2 separate regions of the Gossypium hirsutum genome follow, and region 2 is linked to region 1. A link is a contact called in public Hi-C data. All regions are on one chromosome and are shown on one strand. The core of a region is the stretch at or near the end of the contact, and the rest is flanking DNA. Distances in the headings are between cores, read along the strand shown. Region 1 holds the start of LOC107917465 (coilin). Region 2 holds the start of LOC107917789 (eukaryotic translation initiation factor 4B2).

Evidence for each region. Hi-C and Micro-C count contacts between places; a contact is called where the count stands out from the background.
Region 2: a Hi-C map of leaf shows a contact between it and region 1, with 4 times the contacts expected there. The contact joins the promoter of LOC107917789 here to the promoter of LOC107917465 in region 1. A contact is called at or near these places in 5 of 34 Hi-C or Micro-C datasets (hypocotyl and leaf).

Annotation. Positions count from the first base shown.
Region 1 is chrA01:97,655,885-97,659,852 of Gossypium_hirsutum_v2.1, forward strand. It overlaps LOC107917465 (coilin), which reads right to left and starts at 1,901. Exons shown (of 13, transcript XM_041110628.1): 1 at 1,417-1,901; 2 at 1,249-1,313; 3 at 881-1,162; 4 at 555-776; 5 at 282-351. The coding sequence starts at 1,605. It also overlaps the pseudogene LOC121216174.
Region 2 is chrA01:98,055,632-98,059,599 of Gossypium_hirsutum_v2.1, forward strand. It overlaps LOC107917789 (eukaryotic translation initiation factor 4B2), which reads left to right and starts at 2,189. Exons shown (of 3, transcript XM_016847106.2): 1 at 2,189-3,920. The coding sequence starts at 2,773.

The sequences.
Region 1 (3,968 bases), core at 651-3,150:
ACCATTAAGATTGGTTGACAAACTGAAATATATGAAAATAAAATTCTAAATTCCATGCCAAGAGCATCAACCATCAACATCAAACTATGTTATGTGACATGGATATGTGTGTTAGGTAGATGCATGGCTCAGGTTTATTGCTTCTACTAACAATGACGTTCTCTTCATGGACACAACACAACTTCATAAACCATTTTTCCAAGAAATAAGATACCATCTCGGACATCAATGAATCTTATTAGAAACTAATGATTCATTCCATTCAAAACAATAATGTTAACCTTTTTAACTTCAGTAGTTGTAATAAGTTCATCAGCACTCCCTTTACCAGTGTTTTGAAGCTGGGAAGACCTATAATACAGAAGCAAGCAAATGAAGAAATACCCTTCCACAAGGCAAATATAAGAGAAGCAATGACAAGGAAAATAAAAAGGGTTAATTTTGCACAAAAGGTGAACCAAAACCAAATTGAGGGATTTAAAACTCCAGACAATATTTTCAATCTTTCTCTCTTACAATATGTTGTAATCACCTACATTCAAGATAAATGTTACCTCCCCAGATTGGTTTTGTTATCACCAGTTTCATCAATTTCAGGGCTGCTTGAATTCTCTGGTTCTCCCTGAATGTCAGCTGGCTTGTCCTTACCAACAACCTTGTCATTGGTGGAAACCTTTTTTTTATGAGAGCTTTTGCTTTTCCTTGGACGAACATCAATTCCATCATCTCCAGAAACCGGATATTTTTTAGCAGTAGCCAATTTGCTTTTCTTCTTCCTGAAGGTAAATGTAATTAAAGATAATAAGCAATTACCAGTGTAACTACTTAACAAACCAAGTAAAAGAAGAAGGTTTAATGAAAATTGTATGAAGTAAATTACCTAGAGCTCGGAAGTTTATCCCGTGCCTTTCTTTTCTTTGAAACCATGTTTTCAATTGGTGTGCTTTCAACTTGTGCTCGATCCTCCAATGGCGCAAGTTCTTGCTCATCTTCTTCCAGTTCGCTTTTGTATCCCCTGGTTTCCTTATCAAACTCCTCATTGGCTAGATGCTTGACGCCGGTATTAACGGGCAGTCGCTCCATTGTTTCCAATTCTTCCAAATAATTCATACCATTTCCAGCCTTAATAATCTCGGTCGATTTCCCTCCTTTCATCTTCACACTGTTTTCATAGTTAAAATTTAGAAATGCAGAACAAAACACACACATTTTACAAAAGAAAAAAGAAGACGATTTGCATATACTAACCTGACAATATCTTTATCTTTTAAAATACAAGTTGGCTCGAAAGGTGGCAAAACAAAGCCATCCATCTGCAATGAAAAATCAATGGCATAACATAGCACCAATATATATATATATATATATTAGGGCATGACGGGTGCGAGAGGGAAAGAGAGAGGTAGAGAGACATACGGAGAGTATGAGGCCATTAGGGCAAGACTTTTGGAGGTCGAAAATGTGGAGAAGATCGGAGGAAAGATCGAAGATGGTTTGATGTTGGGGTTTAAGGATAAACCAGCTTCGCTTTAGGCCTTGTTGCTTCTGAGACTTGCTGAGAATGTTCGGATCCTCGAACACCAAACGGAGCCTTGCCGTCTCCATTTTCGAAGTCTGAGGAAATTTGAAGAAAACCCAAAGGTGAACTTTGTTATTTGGCCTTCGTTTCGTTTCATAAACCCTCTGCCGGGGTTTCGTGGTTACTCTACTGTGACTGTGAGTTAGAGACCGTCGACCGTCGAGTCATGATGACTCACCAGCTGTCTGGGTGCGCTCAAAAGGCTTTGGGCCGGATGGTTGCTCCTGGATTAATTCCTTTTCGTTGGGCTAAAACTCGATATTCGAACTACAGGCCACAAAGCAGCGGGTGCGATATTTGACAAATTGGTTTGATTGATTCTAGGTTGGAAAGTTACCCAATAATCGAATTTATGTGTAATGATTTATAATTATACAAGAGTGAAATATTTGGACTGTAATTAATTAATCTTATTTATAATTAGAATATTTAATCATACTTTCTAATTACTAGGAGAGAGAGTAAAAATTAGAGTAATCGTAATTATACTTAAATTTAATTTTAAAATTATTTTTATATAAATTATAAAAATTATATTATAAATATGAGTAAGTATAAGTGGACTAGTTATGGTAAAATAATTTCTTATATTATAATTTTTTTTAGTTATGATAAAAAAGTTTATTATAAAAACAATTTACATATTATAAAAGTGTTATAAAATATTTATTTATAAAAAATTATGGTTAAGAAGTATTGGCATAATTTATGTATATTTTCATGTTATATATATTATAAAAATAATATACTTATTCATAAAAAAAATATTATTTTTTATCACCACCTATTTATAAATAAAACCTTTCTAAAGTTACAACAAAAAAATATATTATTTGTAGGAAGTGTTATGAAACTTATTTAACAATTTGTAAAACCATTATTATAAAAGTTATATATTATAAATTTTATATTTATTTACCTAATTTATGTATTATAAAAAAAGATAGAACCTAGTATAATTTTTTTCCAATTTAAGTTTATATAAGCTTTTATAATAAAAGTTACAAATTACTTAGATTTTGAACTCAAATATTATAAGATCAATATTGACTATACAATTACAAAAGGTTTTCTTGCACCATATCGTAGGGTTATAATACCATTTGAGAGAATGGTGTAAGACACAAGTATTATAGACAACTCCTAAACTCTTAAATTTGAGACATTCAATGTTTCGAAAAATGGTTGAGAAGACATTTGTTGTTTTTAAAAAAAATATTCCCTATATTAACAACATTATCTTAGTATAGTATAAAAAAATAAGGTTGGATCGTATTAGGATGGTGCATATTTAACTTCAATGATAGGTGAAATTGAGATAATCTATACTTCAAGGGTATATTAAAGAAGGATATCTTAATGATCTTAATTATGCATATTCAAATGATAATGATAATGATAATGAAATCAGTTAAGAACCAATAGATGATGATAAGGGGAATATGTTAAATATTAAAGAGGAAATAACTCAACAAATATTCACTAAAACGATTAGATAAAATTATATATGATGTTTATTTTTATTTTTATTATTAGCAATCGTATTATCAATTACTTTTTTAGACTAACATATTACATTTGATGATATGATTTTAATTTTTGTTACTTTTTTAGAAATAATTTTTATCATAATAATAATTTTTTATAGTAATTTATATTTTAAAAATATATATATAAATTATGTAACTGTATAATTAGAATTTATACTACCAAACATGACATCGGAATTACAATATAATTACACTCTGTCAGCCAAACATGCCTAGTGAATTACAATCTTTGTAATTATAAGAGAGTGTAATTACACTTTCATTCAATTACTTTGTGTTGTCCAAACAGACCGTAAGGTTAGCTACACCCAAGATCAATCTAATATACGTTTTGTCCTCTTTTGTTCACTCTAAATTTTTATTCAATTTAGTCACTCTAGTTAAAATACTTGCTCAAACTAGTCACTCATGTTACAATTATTTATTTTCTATAATGGATTGTTGGCGTGGCACATTAGCCCATTAAGTGATGACACATGACAATTTTTTTTTTACTTTTGACTAAAACTTAGGGACCTTTCTATAATTATACAAAAAAATTATTCTTATCTCTTTTCTCTATTTTTCACATTTTTTCATTGCATCTAAACCCTCTCATTTCTTTCATGCCGTAGCAACAACCTTTCTTTCTTCACATCTCTAACTTCATTTGTCTCTTATGTGCAAAAACACTTTTTATTGAAAAAAATAAATTAAAAGCATAAAATTAAAAATATAAAAGGAATATGATTGACCTATCATGAGCTTAACCTTTCAGTTTTGTTACCTAATTTTTCTCTTTGCCTTCTCTCTTTTATCAACAACTACAATTGTCTTTATGGTAGCATCAATCTACACGT
Region 2 (3,968 bases), core at 939-3,438, 400 kb after region 1:
TAAACATTATAGAAAACTTAATAGATGATGTTATTATGCCAAAAACTAGTGGAAATTTATTTCACATAATAAATTCTATTTTTGGGGAAAAAAACGTGTCGTTACCGGATATAGAGAGAAAGTACCTTTCCGACTAAAAGTTAATTAAAAGTTTTCATTTTGTGGTTTGGTTTGTGTTGTTTGAGCATACACTAGAGGCAATTCATGGTTCAAGGATAGAGGAGCATGTCATTTGGTTGAAAGTCGGGGTCGACTTAATTGCCTTGTACAAAGCTAAGGTATTATTTCAGTCAATAGGTTTATTACTCTAAATAATAAACTTCCATTATACCTAAAGTGATTTTTTTTCTTAAACTATTTTTCCAACAGAGTGATGATGATGAGATCTCCCTTCATGAGGATGACATCCTTATCTCTAAGGATATGCCTATCTTGAGATTTGTTTTTCTAAGAGAGTGTATGACTCATTGGGCGTGCCATTGGCTGCAGAGCCTTTTCTAATTGAATCAAGAGTCTTTAGAGTTTTATTTTGGCGAGTTTCAACTTCTTCTTTTTTATCTTGGTAATGACTATTCCCTAGCAAAACTTTCTAGACAAAGAAATTAAAATAGGATGTTGTTTGGAGGATGAAAGATGGTTTATGGCCATTATTTGGTAGTTCAACCTTGGAGACGTGATTTTTTTATAAAGGAACTACAACATTTGAAGATTATTGCTTGGATTTGTTTATCAAGTTTGCCATACTGATATTACATTAAAAGCTTAATGAAGGCTATCACGGAAGTGTTTGGGAAAGTTGTGAACATTGAATACAATACTACAATAAGTAAAGAGGGCGCTTTGAGAGGGTTGCTGCCACCCCTATAGAGTACTCTAATAGGAGTCATGTTTTCCTATTTGAATATTATTATCTAATTAATACTTGTTCGATTGAAACTCTTTTTATTATTTCTATAAATAGAGATTGAGAGCTAGGTCATAACACGTCTCTCATAGTTGATATTCTTTCAAAATATAGAAATATTATTATTTTTCAAATAATTCTATCTTTTGACAAGAATTAGTCTTTCGATTTCTAGCTATTAAGTTTCACACTAAAATTTTTCATCGATTTGCATATAGAGTCCACACTCTGGCAAATCAAGATCAAGGATAGCACAGAAGATTGTGTGGTTGAAAGTTGAGAACAATTTAGTCTGCTTTGTATAAAACACATGTACAATCCAAGTAAATAACTTTATTGCTATAACATCACATTTGGTCAATTTTGAAAGAAAATTTTTAAAATTTCGCTGTGCTCTATTATGTTATTTTCAAACCAAATTTTCCAACATTCCATTTACTATAGAAGTTCCGAGGGAGTTCATTAAAGGAATGTTTCCAATAAAAAAATATTGTTCTTGCATATCCTTATTGGTTTTCCAAATTAATCTTGAGGATTCATATAATTTAGAAGAATATGTGACTGATTCATACACAACATTCCTTTTTTTTATCAACGATCCCACCAATTGATATGTTTCCACAAAGAATTGAAATTCAATTTCTTGCTTTATATCTTCAATTTTTGAAAACTTATAAAGTTTTTCTATTAAGCCCCGATCCATGAACCCACAAAATCTTTCAAATTGTATCTGATTCAACCCAGGTATTGTAGACATTTCCCCATTTTCATCCCTCTGAGCATTTTGAATTTCCTATTTCTCAAAAAAATCCCATTCTTTTTTCATTCTTCATCGAATCCTACGAATCGATCTAATAATGATGGAATTAAATTTCTATTCTGTTTACTGAATCACATGAAATTTTATCTACGAGGCTTTAAGAAGAAATCGATATGGGGCCTTTAAAATAAATAGGGATGGGCCATATAAAGTAGGCTTAGGGGTGCATACAGTCATTAAACAACATCCTACCCGACCTGAGCCCAATCATCAAGTTGTAGCGGTTGTCGAGGGGAATAAGAATAAGGTGTTGAATCAACTTGAGCAGGTTGCAAGGAAAACTATGGCTTATCAAAATAAAAATAAGAACATTAGCATGAAAGAGAGAGCCAAGAACGGGTTAAAAGAAAACAAGCAGAGCACATTAGCCCATCTAAGCCTCTACTTGCTGAATAGGTGTAATCTATTACCCAACAGCTCGATGAATAAAACCGAATGAATAAAAAATTAGATAATAAAGTGAGAAAATAACATAGATTAAATCTTGAATTAAACCGTTAATTTATATCCAAATAAAGAATTAATTTACCTTACTCTTTTCTCCCCAAAGTTTTGAGTAAAATTTAAGTAAAAAAAGAAGAAGAAATCAGAGAAAAGACAAGCTTCTCAACACCGTCCCACCGTAGAAGTCAAATAGCTGAATCTTACATATAGGTGGTACACCTAATAATTATTTCCATTTCCCAATAATTCTTCACCTGTAATCTCTTATTGGACCGTGCATTTCACTTCCCTTCTTGCGCGTCCATCTAGCTTCTAGAAACGCATTGGGTTGTGGGATATTTTTTTCTTACACAAAAGATGGAAATAATAATATGAATAAAGCGTAACGACTAACGACACTAATATAAATAAATAACTGCACCCGCTCTTAATTTCTTAGTGTACAATCGGAGCTCCGGATTCATTAACGGAGCCCCAGCTCAATTATTTCATTTTCCCTCTCTTTTAGATCTCTGTCCCATTTTTTTTTTTTACTTTTTCCCAGATCGCATAGAAAACAAAAATATCACAAAAAGAAAGGGAAATAATATAATCTTTTTCGAAAATGTCGACACCCTGGGGTGGCATCGGCGCGTGGGCCGCCGAGGCCGAGCGAGAAGAAGCGGAGGAACGAGCAGCTGCCGAAGCCGCAGCCACTGCGGCAGCTGTTGCTCCCACGGCTGAATCTCAGAGTTTCCCTAGCCTAAAAGAAGCCGTTAGCGCGAAACCCAAGAAGAAGAAAATGACTCTCTCGGAGTTTAACATGGGGACTTACTCGTCATCCGGCGGGGGTGGACTTGGCAGTGCTAGGGTAACGGAAAACAATAAGCTGACACCCGAAGAGATGATGCTCCTCCCTATCCGACCCAAAGAACGTTCCACCGAGGAATTGCAGTTTGGCCGTCTCGGAGGTGGGTTTTCGTCCTACGGGAGGTCGGGTCCACCTGCGGATCGGGTTATGCGTGACCGTGAAGACAGCGATGGATCGTGGGGCTCCGGAAGGAGGCAGCAGGGGGGGTTTAATGAAGAACGGCGGGGTCCGCCTTCTAGGGTTTCTGATTACGATCAACCGTCGCGTGCCGATGAGGTGGACAATTGGGCAAATGCAAAAAAAGCAAGTCCTTCACTGGATTTGGGCAGGCAAAATCGATACGGTGGGCTTGGAACTGGAGGAGGTGGTGGATTCTCTAAGGCCGATGAGTCTGATAATTGGACGGCTCTAAAACGGTCAATTCCATCTCGATCTTCGACGTTTGGTTCAGGTTTCCTTGACTCGGGACCAGAGCCTGATAGATGGTCCCGAGGTGGGGGTGGAGGTGGAATTAGAGAGGAAAGGCCTAGATTAGTTTTGGATCCACCGCGAGGGGATGTGAATGAGCTTGTGGTTAAGACAAATAAGTCGAATCCTTTTGGGGCAGCGAGGCCCAGGGAAGAGGTGCTAGCGGAGAAAGGATTGGATTGGAAGAAGCTGGACTCTGAAATTGAAGCAAAGAAGGAAACTAGTAGGCCTACCAGCGCCCACTCCAGCAGGCCATCGAGTGCACAATCGAGCAGGTCCGAAGGTCCCCTGCAGCAAGCGATTGAAAATGTCGTTAAGCCGAGGCCTAAGGTCAATCCGTTTGGTGATGCTAAGCCTAGAGAAGTTTTGCTGGAAGGCCGAGGTCAGGACCGGCGGAAGATTGATCTTGAATTAGACCGTCGCAGGATAGACAGGTTCCATTTCATTTCTTTAAGTATTTTGTTCATAATTTATTGCAAAAT